Regions from separate parts of the Macaca mulatta genome. Here all the other regions are linked to region 3. The links are chromatin contacts, called in public Hi-C maps. All regions are on one chromosome and are shown on one strand. Each heading gives the region's core, a stretch centred on a gene start, on an enhancer-like site or on the middle of the called end of the contact. The rest is flanking DNA. Distances are from core to core; before and after follow the strand shown.

Region 1 (4,489 bases), core at 492-2,991, 170 kb before region 3:
CGGAGGCCCAACGTGGGTGGATCACCTGAGATCAGGACTTCAAGACCAGCCCGGCCAATATGGTGAAACCTTCTTCACTGAAAATACAAACATTAGCCAGGTGTGGTGGTGCGTGCCTGTAGTCTCAGATACCCAGGAGGCTGAGGCAGGAGAACTGTTTGAATCCGGGAGGCAGAGGTTGCAGTCAGCTGAGACCGCACCAGGGCACTCCAGCCCGGGCAGCAAAGCGAGACTCCATCTCAAAAAAAAAAAAAAAAGGGTTAAAACTTATGAACTATTTATTTCTAGAGTTTTCCATTTAATATTTTTTGTACCGCAGTTGACAGCGGGTAAGTGAAACCCAGATAAAGTGGGGGGAGGGGTTACTACAGAAGGAAAGTAAAAAAGTAAACTATTTTCAGACCATGTCTCCCAAGTAAGCAAAAATATGCCCATCATTCTTCTTTGCAAGACACATAAAGCCTGCCATGCAGATGATTTATATTAATTTTTTTTTTTTTTTTTTTGAGATGAAGTCTCTTCCTGTCACCCAGGCTGGAGTGTAGTGGCGTGATCTCAGCTCACTGCAACTTCCACCTCCCGGGTTCAAGTCATTCTCCTGCCTCAGCCTCCCGAGTAGTTGGGATTACAGGAACACACCACCATGCCCGGGTAATTTTTGTATTTTTATTAGAGACAGGGTTTCACCACCTTGGCCAGGTTAGTCTCGAACTCCTGACCTCGTGATCCACCCACCTTGGCCTCCTAAATTGCTGGGATTACGGGCGCGAGCCAACGCGCCCGGCCTACACGCATTTTTAACTGTGCTTACTTGATCTGGACAAAATCACAACTGGTCTGTTTACAAAATATCACGTAAGAAAGGATATTTTATTTACAAAATATCAAGTCATATTTTCTTTTTGTCGCTGATGTCTACGAAATATCAACTCCAATAGGAGCTGGTGACGATGAAAGTGAAACTTTTGCTGACTTTACATTTCTCGGAAGGTCATTTAGACTTCTAAGTGGGGCTGAGGAGAGCCGTGAGCCTCACTTTTCCTGAAGTAAGCCAGCAGAAACGGCACCGAAATTCTGGCCAGGATGCCACCGGTATTCAAAGAAGTGGCCAGCGCCCCGCTGCCCACCCCGGCTCCGGAAGCACAGAGACACTTCCTGTGTTTTTGCATCAGCAGAAGCCGCTAGCCCTGAGGCTCAACCGACCGCATAACATCAGCCGGACACGGAAATGCCAGCGGAGGCGGTAAAGGGTCTGAGGTAAAGGAGCTGCAGGCACTGCTGCCTGCCAGCACTCGGATTCGCCACAGCTTGTGTCTGCGACAGGCGTGCCGGCGGGCACTAGGCAAGCGGGCAGTGTCCCAGCGAGCTTCAGCCGCGCCTCTGGACTATAGCTGCGAAAAGCAGGGAGAGAATGGTTTCTCGAGCCCGACGGGGGCCCCGCCTCAGGATCCAGCCGCGCGGCCCGGAAGCGCCGCGGCCGCCGCCTACGGAAAATGTCTGCCCCCCTGCGGCCGCCGCCGCTTCAGCGACTTCAGGGTCTAAGCCATAGGGGAAGCTGCTTCTCGGTTACCTCGGCCAGCCTGGCTTCCGTGAAGGCCGCTCCTCGCTTTCTGACGCTCAAACTCAAGCCGCCGCGCGGAAGGTTGCCGATCTGAGGCGCGCAACCGCCGTCCGACAGCGGTGCTGCCCTACCGCTGCCCTGTCCAGGCTCAGAGCCCGAGAGCCGGCCGGAAGTGGAAGTGACGCTTTCCGAGGGCGCGCGGAGGCCCGCCTTCCGGCTAAGGCGTCTGAAACCGGCCTACTTCCTCGCCAGAGAAACTGCTGCCGGCCCCGGAGGTGGGGAAGGGTTAACGCTACCGAGTCTCCAGACCCGCGGAAGCCTAGAGGGCCTTGCACCGGCTCACCGCGTGGCTGTCGCCGTCTGGTGTCCCCAGTGGGGGAGGCGTCGCACTGCCACGTCTGTTCTGTGTGGCTGTCGGGGCCCGGGAGCCTCGCCGGGTAAGGGTCGCCGCCCAGCTGCGCGCGCCGCGTCCTCGGGCTTCCCGCGGCCCGGCCGGCAGCGCTCGAGCTGTTGCTGGGCTCGTCGCAGCCTCCTCGACGTAGAGGCATTTTGTCCGGGTCGGGCCACTGGCTAGCTCAGAAACAACGGCCCCCCGAGGGTTTTGTACCGTTTTCTAGGTCTCGTGACGCATTCCCCACAACTATTTTTTCTTGTGAGGTAGGTTTGAACCTGTGAAATAGGTACTTTTTCTACCTCTCCTTGACAGAGAAACGAAGACCTAATGACTTGCTCAGGGTCACATAGCTCAGCAGTGGCGGCGGCTAATCGGAAATAGCTCTCCTGTTGTGATATCTTCTGCGTTTTCCACTCCAGTATTCTTCCCAGGAAAATGGGAACCTTGTTTTCATCTCGTATCTCATGCAGCGCCTAACATAGTCACCTGGATAAGATAAGCATTCCACACATATTTACTGAATCATAGTTATAAGAATCTAAGTGTTTTGGGTGTTCGGTGATCTCTGAATTAATCAGTTTTTGTAATGTCAGTCTGTACCAGTTGAGGGATTATTTAATAAGTCCAGTATGAGTGGTTTCCGAATTACCAGTTTTTGTAACGTCAGCCTATAGCAGTCAAGGGACTATTAAGTCAGCTATGCGTAGCCAGTGTTACAGAGCTGAGTAAGACGTCTTTGTCCTTGACTGGGCGCGGTGGCTCAAACCTGTAATCCTAGCACTTTGGGAGGCCGAGGCGGGTGGATCACGAGGTCAGGAAATCGAGACCATCCTGGCTAACATGGTGAAACCCCGTCTGTACTAAAAATACAAAAAACTAGCCGGGCGTGGTGGCGGGCGCCTGTAGTCCCAGCTACTCGGAGGCTGAGGCAGGAGAATGGCGTGAACCCGGGAGGCGGAGGTTGCAGTGAGCCGAGATCGCGCCACTGTACCCCAGCCTGGGCGACACAGCGAGACTCCGTCTCAAAAAAAAAAAAGACGTCTTTGTCCTTAAGCAGTCTATTGAAAGGACTGAGGCAATGTCATGAATATCAGTAACACAAAGTAAGAATAGGACATAAACTGAATTCTGTGAGAACTCCGAGAAAATCAGTTGATTTGGGGTTGGGGAAATTATAAAAGACCTTTTGTCCACAGGGATTTTGTCCACAGCAGGGTATGGAGACACATTCCAGGCAGAGGGAAGGGTGGGAGTAAAGGCTTTAAAAGCTGGAAATTATTAGAGTGTGAGATCTTAAGTACGTTTTTACTGAGTTGGGCTGCATTTAGAGGAAGAGTTTTAAAAGTTAGAAAACGAGTTTATGTAGAACTTATACTGCAGTCCTTTGAATGGGAATGAAAAGAGTGCATTTAAGAAAGTAAATCCTGAGGGGCCGGGCGCGGTGGCTCAAGCCTGTAATCCCTGCACTTTGGGAGGCTGAGATGGGCGGATCACAAGGTCAGGAAATCGAGACCATCCTGGCTAACATGGTGAAACCCCGTCTCTACTAAAAAATACAAAAAAAAACTAGCTGGGCGCAGTGGCGGGCGCCTGTAGTTCCGGCTACTCGGGAGGCTGAGGCAGGAGAATGGCGTAAACCCGGGAGGCGGAGCTTGCAGTGAGCTGAGATCTGGCCACTGCACTCCAGCGTGGCCAACAGAGCGAGACTCCGTATCAAAAAAAAAAAAAAAGAAAAAAGAAAGTAAATCCTGGAGCACCATTTGAGCATTTTTGACCGAGCTTCTTTCTAGGGCAGTTCATCTAAGGTAAGTTTAAGGTGAGAATGAAGATGAGAGGCCATTGCCAGGTCATTATGCTATGTTTGCTTTTGGATAGGATAGGATGTAACTCATCTTAGGCATAGATCTTGATCCCTTTTAAGTGAGAGAGAAAGATAAACAGATTTAATAATGAGCGTCTGCCTAAGTCACTTGAATATGTGTCTAAGTAGGTTCATTTCCTTAATATCTCAGCCAGGTTGGGACTTCATTTCTTCAGAAGTAAGTATTGTTCTCAGTCTATCAGAACCAGTGGACAGTAACGCCCTCAGCATTAAGATTCTTATCACTTGGCCCAATGCTGAATATATAATTAGCATTTATTAAGTTGAATAAGTGAAGTTCTGCTAGCAGTGCTAAGCAGTGCCCTTGGATATCGTTGACAGGCCTGATTCATAATATAGTTAGGAAGTTGGTTAAAGGGAGAAGAAAATGGAAAAGGGATTCATGGGAAAAAGAGGCATGCAAGGCACAAATTGTGAATAGTGAATGAGGGCCACTGATGATTTTCATTATGTGAGGTTTGCTGCCATAGTGGCTTATCCTTTGAAGCCCACAAATGTTTCTCGAGCCTTTCCTTTTGGTTTCATTCACCTCCCCTTGCTTGGGCACTGTTTTAGAGATGATGACCATAGCTGGCGCAGTGGCTCACACCTGTAATCCCAGCTCTTTGGGAGGCCTATGTGGGTGGATCACTTGAGGTCAGGAGTTCGAGCC
Region 2 (4,616 bases), core at 1,841-4,340, 130 kb before region 3:
CTAGCAGACTGAGCATCTTTTCACGTGGTACTTTGTATTTCTTCTCTGAGTTGCATTTTTTTTTTTTTTTTTTTGAGACAGAGTCTCACTCTGTTGCCCAGGCTGAAATGCAGTGGTGCATTTCAGGATCTCAGCTCACTGCAACCTCCACCTCCTGGGTTCAAGCAATTCTCCTGCCTCAGCCTCCCAGGTAACTGGGACTACAGGCACATGCCACCATGCCTGGCTAATTTTTTGTATTTTTAGTAGAGACAGGGTTTCACTATGTTAGCCAGGATGGTCTCGATTTCCTGACCTCATGATCCACCCGCCTCAGCCTCCCAAAGTGCTAGGATTACAGGGATGAGCCACCACGCCCAGCCATGAGTTGCCTATTTAAGCCTTTGAGCATTAAAAAAAATTGTAGTACTTTAACATTTCAGGTATTATTGTATGTACAAATACTTTCTCTGTCACCTTTTTAATTTTTATTTTTTGAGACAGGGTTTTGCTCCATCACCCAGACTGGAGTACAGTGGTGCAATCACAGCTCACTGCAGCCTTGACCTCCTAGGCTCAAGCGATCTTTCCAATTCAGCCTCCTGAGTAGCTGGGACCACAGGCACACGCCACCATGGCCAGTTAATTTTGTGGTGGAGGGTAGATATGGGGTCTCCCTACATTGTGGCCTTTTAACTGTATTCATGGCTGTTTTTGTCATACTGAAGTTTTCTAATTTTTCTATTTAACTGAATTTTTAAACTTTTTCAGCTTTTTTGTCTTGGTTAGAAAGATCTTCCTCACTGCAACCTTTAAACAAATTTACAGATGTTACACTTTGTATTTCTTTAAATTATCCGGGCCGGGTGCAGTGGTTCACGCTTATAATCCCAGCACTTTGGGAGGCTGAGGCAGGTGGATCACAAGGTCAGGAGTTCAAGATCAGCCTGGCCAACATGGTGAAACCCCGTCTCTACTAAAAATACAACAAATTAGCTGGGCGTGGTGGCACACACCTGTAATCCCAGCTACTTGGGAGGCTGAGGCAGAGAATTGCTTGAACCCAGGAGGCAGAGGTTGTAGTAAGCCGAGATTGCGCCACTGCACTCCAGCCTGGGTGACAGCGTGAGACTCTGTCTCAAAAAAAAAAAAAAAAAAAAAAAAAAATTAAAACGTATAGACAACATAGAGGGAAAAGGCCAACTCCTACCCCCAATTCTACTCTTGAGAGATAGTCGTGTTTATTTCTTGCATTTCGCTCCAGATACTTAAATTTTAACAATATTTTTTCTCTTATTTACAAACATTGGATCATACTATCTGAACTTTACTGCAAACGTGCTTTTTCCACTGAATAATACGTAGACCATCTTTGCACATTAGAACACAGAAATTCACCGCACTGGGGCCGGGCATGGTGGCTCACGCCTGTCATCCCAGCACTTTGGGGGGCCGAGGCGAGCACATCACACGTCAGGAGATGGAGACCATCCTGGTTAGCACGGTGAAATCCTGTCTCTACTAAAAATACAAAAAAGGAACCGGGCGCGGTGATGGGCGCCTGTAGTCCCAGCTGCTGGGGAGGCTGAGGTGAGAGAATGGCGTGAACCCAGGAGGTAGAGCTTGCAGTGAGCCAAGATCGCGCCACTGTACTCCAGCCTGGGCGACAGAGTGAGACTCCGTCTCAAAAAATACAAAAACAACAACAACAAAAGAAATTCACCGCACTGTTTTCAGTGGATGCTGTGTAGTCCAAGGAATGGATTCACCAAAACTTATTCAGCCAGTGCCCTGGTAACAGACATTTAAGTGGTTTACAGTTTCTAACTAACTGGCAAGTGTGGCAGGCAGGGAAATGATCTAGGATGATTACCATCATTTGTGTAAGAAAGTGTCCCTGAGACTACCATGAAGGTGAATACGGCCTCGATATGCTTACCTGAAGACAGTAGTCTTGATGGGTAGGACTTAAATCGAACGTAGGAACTAGAAAAACAGACCATCTAGCTGGGTTTCCAAGCTTTTTCGTGGGCTGCAATACACTTGGATCAAAGGAACTCTTTCTTGACAGTTCAATATGTAAAACAGTTAAAAAGTAGTGGCTGATTTGGCATTAGTTGGGGGGGAGGGAAGGGAAGGAGGGAGGTCTATGCCTATGAAGCTCCTGAAATAAGAAACCAGATACATGTGCCTTCTTTGAGCCAAATCATTACCTCTCCGCTCATAGCATGTTACTAGATTTGTTCAAAAGCAAAAAACAAGTTTCAGAAACTGTATTCTAGGGTTCTGAGGGGGCAGAGTTTGAGAATCCTTGCTCTAGCCTGCCTCTGCTAATTATAAATGAGAAAACGGCAGTGCTGCTGTTAGGCTGAAATATCTGTTCCTTTCACAGCTTTGTTATAACTGGTAATTACCATTTATTTGTTCTCGGCCTCTTTGGAACAGGGATCTTGCCTGACACGTGCATACTCGCACGTGGCACGGTAAGTGGGACACAGTAGGCGCTCGTAAAATATTTGCTGTAAACATGAACGAAAAAGGGCGACAGGCTAATAACGGGTGGAAAGATTTTGGGGTCAGCACAGCCCCAGGACGTCCCATCTCCGTGGGCCGCGGGCCGTCCGGAAATTCGACGACTCCACTTCCCGGCGCCGCTCCCGGGATACCAGCGACAACAGCCGCTCCTTCCCGGTAAAGGACGCTCGGCCCCTCCGGCGAAAAGCCGCTATAGGCTGTCGCGGCTGCCAATCAGACCAACGAAGCCGCGAACCGGAGACCTCTGGGAGACGTGGGCCCCCGCTTATCCGCCCTCCAATTGGCTCGTGTGCTCCCGGGGCACTCTGGGAGATGTGGTTCTGGGAGTGTTCCGCGCATGTGCGTGCGTGTGAGGGCGGGGCGTCAGGGTCATAGTGGAGTGTCTGTCGCGCCTTCTGTGGGCCCCTCAGCAGAAGACACGTTTTCGGCAGAAGGTGCCCTGGGTCCCTTCCGTCCCGCAGGCAGCCCGAGACCCCGGCGGAAATTGCGCGCGGGTCGGGTCTCGCTAGACCCTAGCGCCTCTCCGAGTCCGGGCGCACTGCGGACAGTTCCTCTTTATCCTCGGCCGCTCTTCCTGCAGGTCTCCTCCCCCAGGCCGCTTCCCCTCGGGGCGCCGGGCCAGGGAGGAGAGGCCGGGCCGGAGACCCCCGGAGTGGCGCCGACTTCCGCTCGGGCGTGGGGTCCGCGGGGCGTCGGCGGGAGGGGTCCTGGAAGGGACGGCTGTGCCCGGTCGGGATTCACTGTCCTCTCCACAGAGGCGCTCCTGACAGTCATGCCAGGCGCCGCCCCGGGCTCTGGGGACGTCCGAGGACGCAGCTGGCGGTTCCTCCCGCGGTGCCCGGCACTGTTACTTCCCCGAATTCCCAGAACAACCCATTTGATAGGAAACGGAAGCTGAGAAAAATCGAGTTACTTACCCACGTCACACGGCCACCAGATACTTGAATCTCGTATTTCCCACCACTTCGTGGCTTACAGACTCATAAACAAGCAGTTGCAAAACAGGGTGATGCGTGGGAATGACAGCAGCAGGGGGCAGGGAAGGGAAGTGGGAAGCGCCTTAGACGGCAGGATTCAGCAAACGGAGCCCCAAAGGAGAGAGTGTCAGTTCTGCTTCTTGGTAAGAAAACACAGGGCCGGGCGCGGTGGCTCACGCCTGTAATCTCAACACTTTGGAAGGCCGAGGCGGACGGATCACGAGGTCAGGAGTTAGAGACCAGCCTGACTAATACGGTGAAACCCCGTCTCTACTAAAAATTACAAAAATTAGCCGGGCGTGGTGGTAGGCGCCTGTAGTCCCAGCTACTCAGGAACCTGAGGCAGGAGAATCGCTTGAACCGAGGAGGCAGAGGTTACAGTGAGCTAAGATCGTGCCACTGCGCTCCAGCCTGGGCGACGGAGTGAGACTGCGTCTCAAAAAACAAACAGAAGAAAAGGAAAAACAAGGGGGGTAGTTGCCTTCCAGACACAGTTTTGTTATTTTTCTGTCCCTTTTGCTAGCCTGTCAGCCCTCTGGTGGCCGGGGACTGCGTGTCCAAAGCCTGGCTGCTAGTCATGTCCCTATAAATATTGTATTGGTAGGACAGAGCGTTTTAAAGTTTTTGTAAGTTTTTTTGTTTTTTTTTTTTTGTTTTTTTGAGACGGAGTCTCGCCCTGTCGCCCAGGCTGAAGTGCAGTGGCGCACGATCTCTGCTCACTGCAAGCTCCGCCTCCCGGGTTCACGCCATTCTCCTGCCTCAGCCTCCCAAGTAGCTTGGACTACAGGCGCCCGCCACCATGCCCAGCTAATTTTTTGTATTTTTTATTTATTTATTTATTTTTTTAGTAGAGACGGGGTTTCACCATGTTTGCCAGGATGGTCTGGATCTCCTGACCTCGTGATCCGCCCGCCTCGGCCTCCCAAAGTGCTGGGATTACAGGCGTGAGCCACCACGCCCGGCCTTTATAAGATTTTTAAGCACAGGAAAGTTGAGGGAGTAACATGAATACCCACGTACTCTCCACCTAGATTTAATAATCAGAATAAATAATCTGTGTAGGCCTTTATTTTTTACAAACCCTCTTGTTTAACGTTACCGCATTCCAAATGAAACTCATTGGTG
Region 3 (4,379 bases), core at 1,611-4,110:
CCACCTTCTAGCCCCACTCTGGAGCTGGCTCTCTGCACACCCTAGTGTCCTCAGAGCCAGGCCTAGAGCAAAATGCAAATAAACATCAGCAGACCCTGCATGGAGCTAAAACTTCCTTTCTGGAACATTCACACTTCAGCCCTATTGTTGCCTTCCACAGCCGCAAAAAATAAATCACATTTACTTTGGACTGCATCTTTCAGAAAGGCACCCATGGCATGCTGTGCTTGTGTGCCTGCTCCTGGGGGCTCTGTGTCTCCCCTACCCTGTGAGCCTCTAGGAGACTTGTCTCTGCAGGGTACCTACTCGCCAGGTACCATCCAGGTGACTCTGGATATTGAAGGGCCCCTCACCTGCGGCCAGGCTTTCAATGGCTGCTTCTGTAGGTCCTCCACCAAGGCGACAGCCTCCTCGCCACTTCCTGGGTGCTGCTCGCGCACCCAGCCCTGGATCTCCCCTGGAAGCACCGTCAGGAACTGCTCCAGCACCAGCAGCTCCAGGATCTGCTCCTTGGTGCGCAACTCGGGCCGCAGCCAGCGGCAGCAGAGCTCCCAGAGCTGGCTGAAGGCCTCATGAGGCCCATGCACATCCCCATAGCAGAACTGCCGGAAGCGCTGGCGGCAGGCTTCGGAATCCCTGCTGTCCTCATGCTGGGCAGATTCCTGTTCCCAGGAGGAATCTTCCACTTTGACAATCAGAAGCCCTTCTCCCTCCCCAGAGGTCTGGTCCTGGGGCTCCAAGGGGGCTGCCATTCCCCTGGCCTGAGGCTCAGGGTTGGTCGGCCTCAACCTGGGCCCCAGAACCTGTACTTTTAGTCTCCCAGAGGGATCCCCTGTGGTTGCTGGGCCGGCATCTGGATGTGTACTCCTGGGGAAAGAGCAAAATGGCAGGACTGAGGAGGAAGGATGTGGAATACAGGAGCAAACCCCAGGCTGTAGAGCCATCCAGTCCCATCCTTTCATGGCCCTGAAGCCTTTTCTAGGCTTTACTGTAATGCCTTGCTCATGTGACTATCTCTATTAACACAGGCCCACAAGCTCTCATCCCAAAGCCAGAAATACAAAACCCGGGTATTTCATAACTCTTTGAAAGCAAAACCCAATATCAATCATTTGGCAGCACCACCTGACCTGATATAAGCATATTTATAATCTCAATTTATTCCACTAAATGTAAATATTCAAAATTATGGCAGAAATATTAATAACATATATCTTCAGTTTATAAAAATTCATTGAGCTATACCCACTGATGTGTTTTTCTGTATGGACATTATACATCAACTAAAAATCTTTTTTTTTTTTTTTTTGAGAGAGTCTCACTCTGTTGCCCAGGCTGGAGTGCAGTGGTGCAATCTTGGTTCACTGCAACCTCTGCCTCCTGGGTTCAAGCGATTCTCCTGCCTCAGCCTCCCAAGTAGCTGAGACTACAGGCACCAGCTACCACGCCCAGCTAATTTTTGTATTTTTAGTAGAGACGAGGTTTCACCATGTTGGTCAGGATGGTCTCGAACTCCTGACCTTGTGATCCACCCGCCTTGGCCTCCCAAAGTGCTGGGATTACAGGCATGAGCCACTGCGCCCTGCCTAATTAAAAAATTTTAACTGATGTGTTTCATTATTTAGTGTTGCCCCAGATCCCTCTGGAGATGTGCTTGATATATTGTATGTGCACTATATTAGTTTTCTCAAATTTGAAAACCTCTGAATTCCAAAACACATCTGGCCCTGAGGTGTCACAGAAGGCCTCATAGACACCATCCAAAGCCATTTATCCACAGGTACATATAAATGTATGACACCTTTATACCTTACATCGTTACTCTTTACTGAAAAGTGTATTATGCAATTTTCAGTAATCGATTTTTTGTTTCAACAATACAAATACAAACTGGCCGGGCTTGGTGGTTTATGCCTGTAATCCCAGCATTTTGGGAGACAGAGATAGGATGATTGCTTGAGGCCAGGGGTTCAAGACCACTTTGGGAAGACAATGTGAGACGCCATCTGTACCAAAAAACAAAAAAAGCCGGGTGGGGCTCCTGTAGTCCCAGCTACTGGGGAGGCTGAAGAGGGAAGATCTCCTGAGTCCAGGAGTTTGAGGTTGCAATGAGCTATGATCGCACCACCGTACTCCAGCCTGGGCAACAGACTGAGGCCGTCTCAAAAAAAAAAAAAAAGTAAAAAGAAAAAAAAAAAAAATACAAACCATCGTAATAAAAAAGGGGGGAAGATTCAAACAATACAGAAGTCCGTAAAACTCTCCCTTCCTCAATGCAATTGTACCCCCCGACTTAACAGTCTGACAAGTGACGTCCCAGACCTTTTCTCTGTGCTTTTACTAAAAAAGCCATCCATGGGGGGAGAAAAGAAAAAGAAGGTGCTTCATGTGTTTTTACATAAATGAGACCTTACTGCACAGACAGCGGCACTATGAGCTTCCGCGGTACGGATACGCTCCAGTTTCTTAATCAATACTCAAGTGATGCATTCGGGTTGTTTCCAATTATTTAGTCCACCCTAGGCGCTTTATTTATTCTGCTCCTCACAAGACCCCTGAAAGGTGCGTGCACCATTCTCATCCTCTGGTGACTTCGAAGAAGACTTTCCTCGAAGAGGGCCAGGACTCACCAGGGTCGCTCAGCAGGACACGGCAGGCGGGAAGGCGAGCCAGCCAGAGCCCCGTGCTGTCCCCCGCAGCCTCGCCCGCGGGGCGAGCGGCGATCGTGCAGGGGCGTCTGCCCGCGGACCAAGAGGGCAGAGCGGCGCGGGGGACCCAGCACTTCCTAGTAGTGCGCCCGCCCTCCGGCCTCTGCCTCGGGGCGCTGATCCCGGCCACCCGGAGCCCGGTGCTTGATGTCGGAGCCAGGCGGCCAGAGCCCCCGTCCCCGCCCCCGCCCCCGAAACACACAACGCCCACGGCGGCCCAGGAGACACCACTTCCGCCGCCAGTTCTCGGCGCCGGAAGTGGTCGCAGGGCTCGCTGGGAAACTACGCGGCGCAAGCATTCCCTAGCTCCCAGAAAGCCGTTCGTTCACTGAGCCCGCCTTCTCCCTGACTGATGGCCAATGAACAGGAAGAATTCTCAGGCTCCCTATTAGAAGACGGAAACGCCATATGCGTCATACACCTGCATCCGGGAGGAAAGGCAACGTTTTGCGTCTAGATTTGCTTTGTTTTCTTTCGTCGCCGCTTTTCTTTCACATTTCCTTGCGCCTCTGGCCCTTGAGCGACAAAAAGGGGAAGCCAAGGCTGGCCCGAGGAAAGGAGAGGGCATATGGCCTAGCCACGAGTGGAGCGCCTGCTCCGCCGGAAGGGATGCGCTGGAGCGGCGTTTTCCTTCCGCCACGGTCTTTCTATGCCAACTCGTAGGTGAGGGCCGAAAGGCCGTGGGCGGTGGAGCTTGGGCCTGGGAGACTTGTTTCCAGCCTCTTGGGTCCCGCTCCTCCCAATTCCCTGGAGAGGCGTGTAGCTTCCTGGGAAATGCCGTCGGGTAAGGGGCGCGGAGCCTCCTGCGGCGATCCTCTGTCTTCGGGTCGCCTTAGCAGGACGCGGCAAGAAGACACTGACCTGGCCGCAGTCCCGCGCTCTCCCACCAGCTGCTTCGTCCACCAGGAGCTGCGGGGCGTCAGGGATCCAACGGCCCTGAGGGATCTAGAGCAGGGGGGCTCGGGGTTCTCCTTTCCATACCCTCGGATCCTCTCCCACTCTTTCCACGCCTCGACCCGAAGATAATCTCAGGCTCCAGATATCTTTCATAAATGGAAAGAGCTTTCCTGGTTTGTTTTGTCTTAATTTTGTAGGTGTTGCATGCTTGGAAGAGAAAATTAAGAAAATTAATTGGCAAATCATAAAGATAGCTTTCTCATGATAGCCACAAGGCTTGCTCCCTCACTCTGCTCATACGTCACCCCCTCAAGGAAGCCTCCCGGAGCTCTGTAAACAGCCTCAGCTCTGCCTTGCTTTTCTCCCTAATGTTTATCACTACCTGACATATACTTGTGTAATATTTGTTTCCCACGACTCAACGATAAGTGTTCATGAGGGCAGACACTTTTTAATGCCCTACCACGAACACCTAGAATTGTGCCTGGCACATGGCAGATGCCTAGTAAATATTTGTTTAATGAATGAAGGTAAAAAACATTTCTAATACGACCATCCAGGAATAAGCACTGTTCATATTTTAGTCTGTTCTTACAGTTTTACTGTTGTTATATGTCTGTGAATGTGTATATATATATTATATATAGTTTATATATATATATATATATATATTTTTTTTTTTTTTTTTGAGACGGAGTCTCGCTCTGTCACCCAGGCTGCACTGCAGTGGCCCGATCTTGGCTCACTGCAACCTCTGCCTTCCGGGTTCAAGCG

What was found. Hi-C and Micro-C count contacts between places; a contact is called where the count stands out from the background.
Region 1: a Hi-C map of blood shows a contact between it and region 3, with 4 times the contacts expected there. The contact joins the promoter of ZNF75A here to the promoter of ZNF213 in region 3. A contact is called at or near these places in 2 of 14 Hi-C or Micro-C datasets (blood and fetal cortical plate).
Region 2: a contact with region 3 is called in a Hi-C map of blood, with 4 times the contacts expected there. The contact joins the enhancer-like site here to the promoter of ZNF213 in region 3. A contact is called at or near these places in 2 of 14 Hi-C or Micro-C datasets (blood and liver).

Annotation. Positions count from the first base shown.
Region 1 is chr20:4,535,956-4,540,444 of T2T-MMU8v2.0, reverse strand. It overlaps ZNF75A (zinc finger protein 75a), which reads right to left and starts at 1,741. Exons shown (of 8, transcript XM_077985481.1): 1 at 1,571-1,741. It also overlaps a transcript of TIGD7 not described here.
Region 2 is chr20:4,499,070-4,503,685 of T2T-MMU8v2.0, reverse strand. It overlaps the pseudogene LOC100425905. Among named protein-coding and RNA genes, the nearest start is that of MEFV, 8.5 kb to the right of the region's middle. Within about 2 kb of position 3,090, at least 36 of the 40 cell types and tissues checked have an H3K27ac peak or open chromatin away from gene starts, as enhancers often do. A contact at or near this core is called in blood and liver, where this site is marked.
Region 3 is chr20:4,370,398-4,374,776 of T2T-MMU8v2.0, reverse strand. It overlaps ZNF213 (zinc finger protein 213), which reads right to left and starts at 2,860. Exons shown (of 4, transcript XM_015125449.3): 1 at 2,631-2,860; 2 at 354-867. The coding sequence starts at 752. LOC144337849 (a long non-coding RNA gene) reads right to left here. Exons shown (of 3, transcript XR_013411448.1): 3 at 3,128-4,089. It overlaps LOC106994927 (a long non-coding RNA gene), which reads left to right and starts at 4,263. Exons shown (of 2, transcript XR_001441618.3): 1 at 4,263-4,379.